Regions from separate parts of the Ovis aries genome. Here region 2 is linked to region 1. A link is a contact called in public Hi-C data. All regions are on one chromosome and are shown on one strand. Each heading gives the region's core, a stretch centred on a gene start, on an enhancer-like site or on the middle of the called end of the contact. The rest is flanking DNA. Distances are from core to core; before and after follow the strand shown.

Region 1 (6,968 bases), core at 2,452-4,951:
TGGGAACAGGGGCACAGACCTAGGGAATACACACACACACACACACACACACACAGGCGAGATGGGAACGGGCACAGACACAGACCTAGGAAATATACACAGACACACACACACGTGAGATGGGAACAGGGCACAGAGACCTAGGGAATACACACACACACACAGGCGAGATGGGAACAGGGGCACAGACACAGACCTAGGGAATACACACACACACACATACACACACACACACGAGATGGGAACAGGGCACAGAGACCTAGGGAATACACACACACACACACACACACACACACAGGCGAGATGGGAACTGGGGCACAGGCACAGACCTAGGGAACAGGGATTTTTGCCACTCTCATACCTGGGGAGTTCAATGCCTGAGAGGGGTCAGGGCTGCTCCAGGGCCCGCAGGTGGCTATGATGGGTGGGAGAGGCCCCCTACACAGCTTCCTGTCGCTCACCACCACTATTACTCCGGGGTCAGAGAGACAGACCCTGTGACAACAGGGTACTCGGAGCCTGTCCACCCTTGCCCAGCCACCTGTGCTCCCAGACAGATCCCACTGTCTGGGAGTGTGCAAGATAAAAGCCAGTTGAGGAAGGGGAAAGCTAGGGGAGGATGTCAGAAAGTTTGTGGTGTTAAAAAGTGACAAGAAAGCTGGGAGTTGGAACAGCCAGATGGTTGAGGGTCCTTGGAAGGAACTTTTGGTGAGCAGTCTGGGCCCAGAGCTTTTATGATGGGATGATTCCTTGGACAGGAAGCCCATAAATGTTCCCCAAAGGGAATTCCCTGGCAGTCCAGCGGTAAGGACTCCATGCTTTCATTGTCTTGGGCCCGAGGGTGAACCCACAAGCCACACTGCGAGGCCAAAAAAAACCAACCAGTATTTCCCCAGAAAAGGGATCCCGGTGGTGGGAGGCAGCTCCAACCTGAAGATTCAGAACAGATCCTTTTATTAGGCCCTTTCAATGGTACTCAGTGAGTCTCAAGTCCTTGGGTGGTCTCTTTCCCCAGCTCTTGGTGCCTTGCCCTTCTCCCATGGCAGGTGCTTCCTTTTTGAGAACAGCTGTATGTCTGAGTGTGTCCTGGAGTCTGGGTTTCCAGACTCAGAAACCCACCCATGTCTTGTCTCACGGCATCAGTGAGGTTTGGAAGGTGGCGGTGTCCCCACTGAACAGTGCCTTAAACTGAGATGCAGAGAGAGGGTGTGATTTTAATCCCCCAGGTCCCCAGACCACACAAATGAGCAATGTTAGAAAGGTTCTCAGGGTCTCGTCTCTATCAGCCGGCCTGACCCTTCCTGTCTTCTGTCAAGGCCATAGTCCAATAATCTATTACATTAATACTTGCTGGGTAGACCAGCAAAACAGAGCTCAGAGACCAGGCTATGGGGATTCTGATCTGGGTTCATCAGTCCCATCCCAGAGGAGAAAGTAATCGCTTACTTGGGACGGATTTTTGTAGAGAAGACACGACCCCACAGCTGCTGAGGCTGAAGGAGAGCCTGGTGCCAACTGAGGTGAGTGGCAGGGAGGGCCTGCTCAATCCTTGGCTTGGCTTCACACCAGCCTTTGTGCAGGGCTTCTTCTAAACACGTCTTCCTCCTGGGCTATCTACTAGGTCTGAGGACAGCTTGGAGGACGTGGGGTTTTCTTTGGGGATTTTTTGCCTCCTATCCTCTCCCCACTCTTTGTCTCACAGTCTCAAGTGAAAGGGGTAGGTCGGTGGGTCATAGGGAGACCTCACGAGCCCACAAGCGGAATGGCGAGTGCCCATTTCCCACAGAACTCACCTGCTGAGACAGTAGGCTTCTGCCGGAGCCTGCGTTTTCCTTGTTGAAAGGGTTTGCAGGTGAGCACCAGACTGTCCAGAAAGATCTCATGTGAGGGACAGAATATGTGCCCACTCTACCTCCGCCCACCGTCAGGTATATCCCAGACCAGGAAAAGGCCTCAGCAGAGAAAGGTTCCTTGCAACATGCATGAACTAGGCCCAGTCCTGGGATCTTCAAATGCATTGCTTCCCTCAATATTTAGGACAGCTCTGAGGCAAGGGTTCCCCTCTTTGGACAAAGGCTCTTTGTCCAGGGCTTCTATCAACCTGGGCACTGGTGACTCTGGGTTGAAGAATTCTCTGTCGTGTGGTCGTTCTGTGCATCGTGGGATATTTAGTAGCAATCCTTGGCCTCTACCCACTAAATGCCAGGAGAAGATGCACACGCCCCCTCCCAAGTTATAACAACCAAAACTGTCTCCGGGCATTGCCAGATGTCCCTGGGAACAAAACTATCCCTGTTCCAGAGCCACTGTCTTAGACAGTAAGTGTCCAGGGGCCCTAGGATAGGCCTATGTTTGAACCTGGATCATCTGCTTTTCTTACAGCTGCTGCTTTGTGCAGAAAAGTCCCTTTTAAAACTTCCCAGAACAAGGCTCTCACCTTTCATTTCAATGAGGTTGTGGACTTCAGGTGCTCATTTGTGCCTTAATGGGAAGCCAGCTGAATTAGCTTGCCCCCTCCCTCTGACCCCCAAACCAAGGTCGCTGGGGACTAGAGGTGGGGTGAGCATGAGTTGGGAGAGGGATGTGAGGGCAGGGTTGCAAGAGGAAGAGCTTGCCCTCCTTGGACCTCTGCTGTGTGCCTAGCGGCCCCAGGGAGGCAGCTAGGCCAGGCCAACCCGACCAGCCTTACTCAGCCACTGGACGTGACCTGTAGTTGTCTCATCCCAGAGAATATTTGCTGTGGCTGCATGACCTCAACACTTACCAGGAATACCTGCCCCTAAAGAAGGTGAACTCAGAAGGTGGCCTTTGGTTCTGGGTTTAGAACATGGTGATGGGTGCAATGGAAGAACTTCAAGACTTCAGGAACTTCTACTCAGCCTGCACTGTAGCAAGCTGTGAAGACGCCTAGAACTCAATTGCAGACATCAGCTCTCATTTCAGCCTCTGACCTCAGTTTACTTGTTTACCCTGGAGAAATTGGACTGGATGGATGATCTCTCATAATTCACATGCATTGAGCATTTCCTATGTGACAGATTCTTTATGTATATTCTGTCATTTAATTTCTGCAATGCTCTTTGAGGTGGAAACTGTAATTATTATCCTCATTTTACAACTGAGGAAGCTGAGCTCAGAGAAGATAAGTAACTTGCTCAAGGTCACACAGCGAGTAAGTGGAGGACCAGTCATGTACCCAGGTCTGGCCCAGAGGCATGTTGAGAATGGTGGTTGCTCAGGTGAGAGGCCCACTCATTGGGGCAGTGGCCATAAGTACCAGGGAGAGGGTTGTTAGAGTGACCTGCAGAGCAAGGAGGGGCAGGACCAGGTACCCAGCCCAGTGTGGGGAGCCGTGGAAGATGACTCGGAGGTTTGAGGTTCAGAGCCTGAAGGACTGGGAGGGTGATGATGCTTTTAATAGAAACAGGGAAGTCAGGAGGAGGAACAGGTTCAGGGCTAGCAGATGAGCACATTCTTAGACATGTTGGAGCTGATTTGCCAACAGTAGGACCTTCTAGGCCAAGATCCAGCCACAGTTCAATCAGGAAAAATCAGCACATCCAAAAATACTTCAAAATGCCAACAGCCCTCTTGCCAAAATCAAATCCCTAAACCTTGCACACCCTGGAGCTCCCCAGCCACTGCTCCGGGCTGAGCTCAGCGTCAGCTCTGCAGTAACCCAAGTCCCACGCTGGCCACTGGGGGTCACCACTGGTGCACAGACCACAGTGCAGTTGCCCAGGGCTTGCCTGCTATAGGGGCAACCTTGGGGGGCAGACATCGGGTTTTAGGGAGCCAGCCCCCTGGAAGGGAGGGCAGAGTTCTCTTCCTCCTTTTTAGGTGTGGGAAGGAGAGGGGCTCACAAGATACTGAGCTGCTGCTTCTCCCCAATTCCCCAGGCATTGGCAATGCCATGTCACAGAAATTTCTGATTAACCTCCAACCAGATACAGTTCATCTTAGAACCGGGAAGAGGGGGAGGCAGTGGACCCCCTTCCCTGTATGGACACCGGGCTCTTGGAGCCTGGCCCGGAAGACGCCATGTCCAAGGCGCCAGAGCGGCAGAGCCCAGGGAACAGGATCCCAGCTGATCCAAAGTGCCTGTCTCCCCTGACATTTGCGTCAGCAGCTCTGCCCTTTGACTTTTAATTCCTGGGAGTGAAGGGTGGAGGCAACCTTGGCGATCAGGACTAATTATATGCAGTCCGATTGAACCAGTGGTTTATTGGGGTTTGGCATGGTTACCTGTACTCTTCTTTGCCTCCAACCCCCAGGTTTATGGCCTTGGTCTCCTTCAGAAGCTGGGAAGAAAGGAAGGCAAGAGTGCTTCTGCCTGGGAGGCACCTAATTCCCCTGTCTCCTGAGCCTCCTGATCTCAGTGCAACTTGTGGGAAGTGACGCCTATAAAACCACTGAGAGACCCCCAGATGGAGGCGGTGTCCCCATGCTCACACCCAGCCCAGGCCCTGCACCCCCTTAGCCCGCCTCCAGCTCTAATCAGGACTTGTTAAGACATGTTCCAGGGCCATGGCCAGGCCAGGAGGCACTGCCTCCCAGCTGCTCTGGGGCTCGGGGCTCAGAAGAGGAGGGGGTAGGGTAGGCATCTTGAAGCTGACATGGTTCCTCAAGCCCCAAGCCCCCTCTGGTGTCCTGTGTCCCTCTATATTTGGCCTTGGCATTACCAACGTGCCCTCTCTGAGGGGCAGGCAGCCAGCCTAACCCATGACGTCTCCTCCAGGGCCTGGGCTATTTTGGAACCAGCCTTGAGAGGGCTGGGGAAGGCAGGGGTGAAGTTTAAGGGAATATTTGCACCTGTCTCTGGATCACAGAAGAGGCTGAGGGTGTGTGGCATAGAGAACTGGCCCTGAGGCCTTTCTCAGAATTCCCTGTACAGTTACTCAAATACTCCTTTTGCTCAAGTTTCCTGGGGATGCCTGGGCTGTGGGGCTGAATCTGGGCAGGAACCCCACCCGTTCCCTTTTCCCCCTGAGTTTTTCCAGCTGTTCAGATATTATCCCTCAATTAAAAAACAACTTCTATGTCTGGTCCCACCAAGAACTAAGAGCTAGCTCAGTGGTTCCCAGTCTTCAGATTTCTCAGGTCAGTAATATTTCCAAAACAACAATTTAGGATCTGATCTGGTCACCAGTTTTTCATTTTGCTGAGTTAAGGACTTTAAAAGGAAATGTCAAAGGAAAAGTCCTTTAAGACACACACATACACACAGGAAAATACACAACTCAGGTAAGAGGACAGTCCTTCAGACTGATGAAAATCTTTATGAAAACCTCATTATATTGTCCTTATTTTTCTCATTTTCCCACAGGCAGATGAGAACACGGCAACAGCTGGCATTGGGCTCATGTTCTAGGAACTTCTGCTCCCTTCCACTCCTCTGCTGGGCCCAATGCCAAGGGCAGCAGCGACCCCTCCCAGCACCTCTCTCCAGCACTCTCCAGCAGCCCTTTTGCTTCTTTACATCTTCCCCCCACCCCATCCCAGCCCCCAATATTTGCAGGAGGGGAGGATGGGGAACAGTCTTCACTCAGCTCCAGGTGAAGAGAACAGATTGCCTGGTCTCACTGTGGGGAATGATGGAGGCTTGCCTCTAGAGAAAACGGACGATCGCCATGCTCCTCTGCAAAGAGCTGCTGTGGAAGCCGGTCTGAAGGGGGGTCAGGAAGGCTGGGTGACTGCCAGTTCCTGGTCATGAGATCCGAGACTAGTTCCAGAACCTCCCTCATGCACTTCAGCTTCTGGTTTCATAAAATGGGTGTATTAACTCCTCCTCCCAGGGCAGGTGTAAGGATTAGATGAGAACGTTTGTGAAAGTATTTTGTGAACAATAAAACTTAGGCAGGGGTAGTTATTATTATGAGAAACCAGTAAATGACTAAAGAAACAACACGAAAAGGTGATCTCAGCTTCTGGATGTAAAGATGGCACTCACATGCGCCACTGGGTTTGTGATCTTGGAGGCCCTCTAATCCCACAAAGGAGCAATAAAAGCCCGATCCCTGTGAGTCAAGGCAGCCTGGACTGGACCAAGGCTTTGTGTTCAGAACAGGGCCCAGCCTCTGGATTGTGCTTAGAGTGAGACTTCTGATAATTTGTGGTGGCCGCATTGCATGGCCAGGGATGTCTACTGATGTGAGAGTTGGATCATAAGAAGGCTGAACATCGAAGAATTGGTGCTTTCAAACTGGTGCTGGCGAAGACTCTAGAGAGTCCCTTGGACAGCAAGGAGATTAAACCAGTCAATCCTAAAGGAAATCATCCCTGAATATTCATTAGAAGGACTGATGCTGAAGCTCTAATACTTTGGCTACTCACTAGAAAAGGCCCTGATGCTAGGAAGGATTGAGGGCAGGAGGAGAAAGGGGCAGCAGAGGATGAGATGGCTGGATGGCATCACTGACTCAATGGGAACTCCAGGAGATAGTGAAAGACGGGGAGGCCTGGCGTGCAGCAGTCCTTGGATTCACAAAGAGTGGACACAAATTACTCACTCAACAACAACAGTTGCGCCCCAGGTCTGAGTATCCAGAGAAGGTCCAACACCTAAACTGCAAGATCTTCAGAGAGGAGCTACCATCCCATTGTCATAGGGGATGGAGTAGGACACACATCAACCCACATTTCTGGGCCAATGCTACCACTTACTCTAGCTGCATAGTTTCAAACACTTCCATTCCCTTGCCTCCTTGAACCTGTTTGCTCATCTGCAGAACAGGAATGGGTCCTTACCTCATGGGGTTGCTTTGAACTCATGGGATGGCTTGTAAAAGCCCCTGGAGGGTGCTTGGTGCTCCAGAGCACTCCTCCTCACCTTCCTGGGAGACCCTCGCATAACCATGGCCCCCACAAAAGGAACCAAGGGGTCCTCAAGAAGCGTGAGCCTGGGGCTGGGCTGCTGCTCCCACTCAGAGTGGGTCTCTGGGCCTTGCTCCAAATAGGGGCCAATGGGC
Region 2 (6,968 bases), core at 2,343-4,842, 75 kb after region 1:
CCGAGGTTCCCATACCTTCCTTTGGGAAATGTTCAGGAAAGAACTGGTATACCTGGCTTTTAATAACACAATGATTAGCTTAATATTGTTCCTTATTAACAATTTTTTTAAATGTGCATGCTATGGTCTATGTTGCATGACTGTCTAAAAGAAATGAATAACCATAATGATATGAACACTGTTACATTTGCATATTGCCTAATTTTCAAGAAAACATAAAAGTTGATTCCCTAGACTCAGAAATGAGCCTTAGTAAATACAGATCACGTGATGGTGATTTGTCCATAATCTTGTCTCAGTTTGCAGGAAAGCACAATGAGAATTAGAAAGTTTAGGACACATCTCTCTCAGAAATCAGGTGAGGTGTGTGTATGTGTGTTTATATGTGTGAATGAGATAATAATTCAGAGCACTTTCAAGAACCATTGGAACTTTGTCTGTCTGTCTCTCGCTTTTTTTTTTAAGCTGCACCAGGGGCCTTGCTGAATCTTAGATCCCCCAGAAGGGATTGAACCCAGGCCTGGTAGTGAAAGCACCAAGTCCTAACCACTAGACCACCAGGGAATTCCTTGGAATTTGCCAAACAATCACTTTATTGTAAGGCATTGCTCCAGGAGTTGTGTGGAATGCAGTGATGCGAAAGGGAAGGGCTGTGATTTTCAGTCACTATCACTTGCCCAGAGAGAGGAATATCTGTTGGTTGTGATATCACCTGAAGTTTAATAATATCAAATTCCTTTTTTCTCCGTAAATTTAAATACCTATTTAGCAGTCTACTCCCCTACACAATTCCAAAGTAAGTGTTAAATAGCAATAATCTGTATGTAGGATCCTTTAAAGGGCAAAACTTGAAAAAAGGGAATTTTATACTTTGTGACTGGCAATATTGGAAGGCTATGAATCTGGTTTTCTTTGTATTTGCAATATATATTTGGAAAAGAACTGCATTAAATACTTTAGGGACACTGAGTTTTAAATGTGGATTTTTTTAATTGAAAGAGTTAAGAGATTAGTTAATCCAAAAATATGTATAGATGAGAGAACTACAAGTTGATAAAAATGGGTGAAATTCAGATTTCCCAGTATCTGCTCTTCAGTACTTTATCTTGTGTGCCATTGGTATTTATTTGTGTTTTTATTTATGTTTGGTTTGAAACATTCTCATACCCTTGAGCGGCAATAACATGTTGTAAATATAAATTTCTGACTTAAAAATTCTATTTACCACTAGTAATATTTAATTAATACCTATCAGATGGCTGCTCTCAAATTTTAAACCTGGGATTATAGATTTGGAGCATTCAGAAAAGAGAATCTGTGTCTCCCCTTTAGAGAATTCTTGAAAAGTATAAATAACTTGAATAAAATTATAATTCATCTATCTCTAGTTAGATATATTAATCTCAGCCAAGCATAATATGCTCCTCTAATATAGTGATGTATTTCCAAATTACAAACCAAAACACATGGCTAATTCATAGTCCTGCAATTCTGGATATTTGGTACAATATTACTGGTCTAACGTAAGGGAAATTAGGCTCTGGGGAACACGAAAAATCAACTGTTTCTCTGGATAAACTGTTTCCCAGATATCCTATATTCTTGTAATTTCTGTGCTCAATTAAATATAAAATTAAAATAACATTTAAAAAACAAATAGAATTAATATTCACTATAGAAAAAAATACAAGTGAGCAAAAGGAAGACAACACTGAACGAATAATATAAATTTTTTTGATGGAGAGGAAGGGATGTTTTAATTTAAAATGCTTTCATACTGTCACAACCAAATCTCTTCCTCGTTAACAACTGAAAAACCCAAACTAGAACTTGAGTAAAACTATTTTTAAAAAATGTTGCCCAAGTTTTAGAAATCCATACAATAAACAAGAAATCGGTCACCGGACCACTCCCACCCGCAGCCTATTTCACAAACCCATCTTCCCTCCTCCTCTTCCACACTTTGAGGCTTTAGAAATACCCCTTTTCAATTCTGTTCCTTCTAAAAGGTGAGCAGAGCGGGGCAATAAAGTCAGGTTGGAGGGTAAAAAAGCCACGACGAGATTTTGCGTCCATAAAGCGAGTTTGTCCCCGAACAGCGCAGCTGGTCTACATAGCTGGTTGAGCCAACACCCCACTGTTCGGTGAACTGCGATTTAACTTCCTTGTGGTAGTTTCAGAGTGCCGGCCTCTCCGTTTTGAGGGGAAGGCGGAGACCCAGTTGTTTTCCCAGGAAGCACTTCTTGAAGTGCACAGGAATGGGGCGACGGGAAGGCCAGGTGACCGGCGTTTCATTCCTTGCTTCTCTTTCTCCTAGCCTTCTCTCCGCGTAGACTTTTCTCTCCGCCTTTCCCTGTGCAAATTTGACGTCGGTCTCCTGGATACCAGACAGCCAATAGCCTGGTTGCTAAGGAGAAGGGTGGCCAATCAGGCGTCGTTGCTACCCGTGAGTAATATTTTTAGCCGGAGAGGGACTCTCGGTTCCATTCCCAGTGTAACTTCGCGTATTTCTCTGCTGCAGGTTGTGAAAAGAGAGCTTGCCCGCCCCCTTTGAGGCCCTCTCTTTCCCCAGTTCCTATGTACTCGCCCAGATTTCAACTGAAAATTATCTTAAACGCAAAACACAAGGCGGCACCGTGTTTATTATGTGTATTTACGTTAAGGTAGGCACTAGAAATACACGCATGCGTATATATACACATATACGTACACAATTTGGCATGGAGGCCTGGATTGGGACATTCGGAATAAAATGTGGTTCTTCTTAGTCGCAAGCCACCCCCACATCCGAGTTGCTGCCGGGTCGCACGGGGAGGTCTGATGTGGGATGCGGAGGCAGTTAAACTGTCACCTAGGCGGGAGGTGTGGCCAGGCGGTCTCCCTTCCCCACCCCCAGCCTGGCACGGCAACTTTGGGTTCTGCAGTTGCCCCTCTGTGAATGGCAGTTGGCCTAGGCCCTTGAGGTGATTAATATTCAATCAGTACAAGAGTCCCTCTCATAGTTCCCCTTTTCTGGACTCTCCTGTGTGCACTGGAGGCCGATACTTGTTAGCTCGTCAACGAGTGGGCTTTTCCTTGGCCACAATCCCACATTCTTTGTCCATTCTCCCCTCCCTCTCGGCGTCTTGGGCTCTTCTCCCTGTTCACCTCGCTGCTACGCCCCCAGCTTCGCTCCCCTCCCCCCTTCTCCACAGTTCTCCGCCTAGACCCAGAGGTGGCCGCCCCAAACCACTTCTGTCGTCCTCTCTGGCATGTCTCTCCCCCAATCCCTTTCCAAATTTTCTCTTAATCCTGCCCACAGTGTCTGGAAGATCATCGGTTCATTGGCCACCCTGGAGACCAAGAGGTGTGGCCTTGCCCACCCGGCCCTCCGCGGCCTGTCAGGACTTGGGCCGGCGGGACTTGACCAATGGCGTCCGGAGGCAGGGCAGGGGCGGAGCCAGCGGCCTGGGTCCAGGGTACCGGGTGGGAGGGCGGGGAATGGTGACGCTACCCGGAGCTGTGTGACGTGAGGCGCGCGCGCACATCCCTACGGGAGGGGATGGGGGTGGGGAAGAGAATATAAAACGAGAGGCGGGGCGCGCGCCGCAGCAGAAAGAGTGAAGCTCTGGCCCGGCGCGGAGTGGGCGCTCTAGGGGGACACTGGACCGGGCACCCTGGGCCGGGCACCGGGCTGTGTGGAGAAGTGAGCGGGCTCGCCTGACCCCGTCCTTGCCACTCCGAGCCAGAAGGGGCGAATTCCTGAGGCCCCGGTCCTCCGCAGCCTCCTCCCGGCGGCGTCGGCGTGCAGTCTGCCCGGCCAGCTCGTCGCCGCCGACCCTTCCTTGCCCCCGCCCCGCCTCCCCTTCTCCGCCCAGCGGCCGGGTCTGTGGTGGAAGCAGCCCGTAAGTATCTAGGGGCGGCGGGCGGGGTTAAGAGGAGGAGGGGCTGCAGCGGCTTCGAGCCCCGGGCCCTCGGGGCTTGGGATGGCGGCGTCGCGGCCCGGGCGCGGTGGGGACCGGCTCCCGACACCCGGTCGGAGGCGGCTCCGAGGGTCTCCGGCGCGCCCCGGAGGCGGGGCTGGCCGGCGAATCGGGCTCGGCAGGGCCAGGTCACCGGGGAAGGGCTGTCCGGGGCGAGCTGAAGGGAATCGGGGGTTGGGGCGCCCGGGAGCAGCGGCGAGCTCGAGGGGAATGCTGGAGTCCGCGGGGCCGCCGGGCCTGAAAATGGTGCCGAGGAGCTGGTGCTCCCCGGACTCTGGCTGGGTCCCAGGAACCTCGGAGTGGGGGGCAGGGAGCGGCGGGTCGGGTTACGGCGGGGGGGAGGGGAGCGGCTGACCTGGTGCGACCGGCGCCGCGACCCGCCGGGTGTCCAGCCCCCGGCCCCGAGTGGTCCCTTTTCCATTTCTCGTGGCTTTCCTCCACCACCACCTCCTCCTCTTGCTGCTGCTGCTGTAGCGCTTGGCTCCGAAGGCTGTGAGCAGAAATCTAATGAGACCCAACTGGCTGTTTATGTAATTCTTCTTGCTCCCGTCTTTAAGGCGTTGCTTTGAAACTACCTTTCACCGAGCCTGAATTTCGCTCGACTGCACCTTCACGCAATTTGGCTTAATCAGCTGCCTTTGCCAGCACACGAGCTTGGAAAGTGTTTGTAGTTTGGGGGCAGCCTGGGATTCTTTTCCCTTTATCACCAAGAATATGGAAAATGAAACAGACGGGTTAATACCAACTTGATTTTTTTAAATGTCCTTTTAAATCAACCTGAGTGTACAGATAGATCCCTTTTGCAAATACCTTGTTTGCCCTTGATCTTTTCTTATCCCCACCCAGTGCTGATCCAGCAAACGTTTAAAGGTCGACCTTATCGTACATGCCTCTTCGGCTGTTCTCTTATCGTGAGAGAGGGAGTTGGTTTTGAAAATCAGAATAAAACTCAGAAACCCTACCCTTTAAACAGAATAGTCAATAGAGTTCGAAGTTAGTTGTTTCTTTTGTTATACTTGATGCACAAGAAGTATTTTCAGATTTAGAAAAATACACATTAAATAGTATAGAGAAGAGGTTGTATCATGTACTTTGAAATTTTTCCTTACATCTCACATTTTGGGATTGTTTGATAATAAAGCAGATTTAAGACGTATATGTCCAGAATTAACTGAAATACAGAATTCATTTCTAAACTAGTGAATAGGAGTATGACCAACGTTTAAAACAAGCATATACAGGTGTGCTTAGTATGGTTTCCAATAAATATTCTTCTGAGAACTGCAAGAAGAAAAAGAATATGCTGTATATTCTGAAAGTGTTTTTCCTCTTAGAACTCGATTCAGAAACAAAGTAAATAATAGGGTTTTGTTTTGCACATTTTAAACTGTAGATCTTGTTTTCCCAAGATTTTGGTCTTCAGTAGACAATTTTCTATTGGTAAGTTCGTACATTTTGTGTTGATTAGATTTTTCAGACTTTCTAGCTTATTAGACTTTTTCAAAACTGAAATTACTCTGGGGGTAAAAAAGGGTTGTGGAACTTAATGTTTATCTTACGTGGACATGTTTTCTTTTGTTTTCTATGTTTTCTTTAAGGAGCAAGACTGCTTGAGGTGAAGGATATCTACTAATACCAGCACTTTGAGTGAAAATTTGTTTCTCTGCCACAAACTGAACTTTTGTGTGTGTGTCAAGGGGGGAGTTGAAACACAAACCTGATTTTGTGGCGTAGCAGCTATGCAGCTTGAAATCCAAGTCGCACTAAATTTTATTATTTCATATCTGTATAATAAGCTTCCCAGAAGACGTGTCAACATTTTTGGTGAAGAGCTTGAAAGACTTCTTAAGAAGAAATATGAAGGACACTGGTATCCTGAAAAGCCATACAAAGGATCAGGGTTTAGATGTATACACATAGGGGAGAAAGTGGACCCAGTGATTGAACAAGCATCCAAAGAGAGTGGTTTGGACATTGATGATGTGCGTGGCAATCTGCCACAGGATCTTAGTGTTTGGATTGACCCGTTTGAGGTTTCCTACCAAATTGGTGAAAAGGGACCAGTGAAGGTGCTTTATGTGGATGATAATAATGAAAATGGATGCGAGTTGGATAAGGAGATCAAAAACAGCTTTAACCCAGAGGCCCAGGTTTTTATGCCCATAAGTGACCCAGCCTCATCAGTGTCCAGCTCTCCATCGCCTCCCTTTGGTCACTCTGCTGCTGTAAGCCCTACCTTCATGCCCCGGTCCACTCAGCCTTTAACCTTTACTACTGCCACTTTCGCTGCCACCAAGTTTGGCTCTACCAAAATGAAGAATAGTGGCCGCAGCAACAAGGTTGCACGTACTTCTCCTATTAACCTCGGCTTGAATGTGAATGACCTCTTGAAGCAGAAAGCCATCTCTTCCTCAATGCACTCTCTGTATGGGCTTGGCCTGGGTAACCAGCAGCAGCCGCAGCAACAGCAGCAGCCATCCCAGCCACCACCACCACCACAGCAGCAGCAACAGCAGAAAACCTCTGCTCTTTCTCCTAATGCCAAGGAATTTATTTTTCCTAATATGCAGGGTCAAGGTAGTAGTACCAATGGAATGTTCCCAGGTGACAGCCCCCTTAACCTCAGTCCTCTCCAGTACAGTAATGCCTTTGATGTATTTGCGGCCTATGGAGGCCTCAACGAGAAGTCTTTTGTAGATGGCTTGAATTTTAGCTTAAATAACATGCAGTATTCTAACCAGCAATTCCAGCCTGTTATGGCTAACTAAAAAAAGAGAAAAATGTACAAGTTAAAATGGTTGGGCCCAAGGGGGATTTTTTTTTTAATAACCTCCTTGAGTTTTTTCTTTTTTTTAAAAAAGCTTATAGTAAGGATACATTCAAGCTTGGTTACAAAAATAAAACATGCATCATTTTTCATTGCCAACCAAGCACAAAGTTATTTTATACTGACTGTATATTTTAAAGTATACTCTCAGATATGGCCTCTTACAGTATTTAAGATAT

What was found. A called contact is a pair of places that touch in the nucleus more often than the background predicts.
Region 2: a contact with region 1 is called in a Hi-C map of hypothalamus, with 4 times the contacts expected there. The contact joins the promoter of TOB1 here to the enhancer-like site in region 1. A contact is called at or near these places in 11 of 16 Hi-C or Micro-C datasets (blood, hypothalamus, liver and 5 more).

Annotation. Positions count from the first base shown.
Region 1 is chr11:35,545,115-35,552,082 of ARS-UI_Ramb_v3.0, forward strand. No RefSeq gene overlaps it. Among named protein-coding and RNA genes, the nearest start is that of TOB1, 75 kb to the right of the region's middle. Within about 2 kb of position 3,702, at least 26 of the 54 cell types and tissues checked have an H3K27ac peak or open chromatin away from gene starts, as enhancers often do. A contact at or near this core is called in hypothalamus, liver and muscle, where this site is marked.
Region 2 is chr11:35,620,450-35,627,417 of ARS-UI_Ramb_v3.0, forward strand. It overlaps TOB1 (transducer of ERBB2, 1), which reads left to right and starts at 3,593. Exons shown (of 2, transcript XM_015098694.4): 1 at 3,593-3,884; 2 at 5,561-6,968. The coding sequence starts at 5,702. The coding sequence ends at 6,730.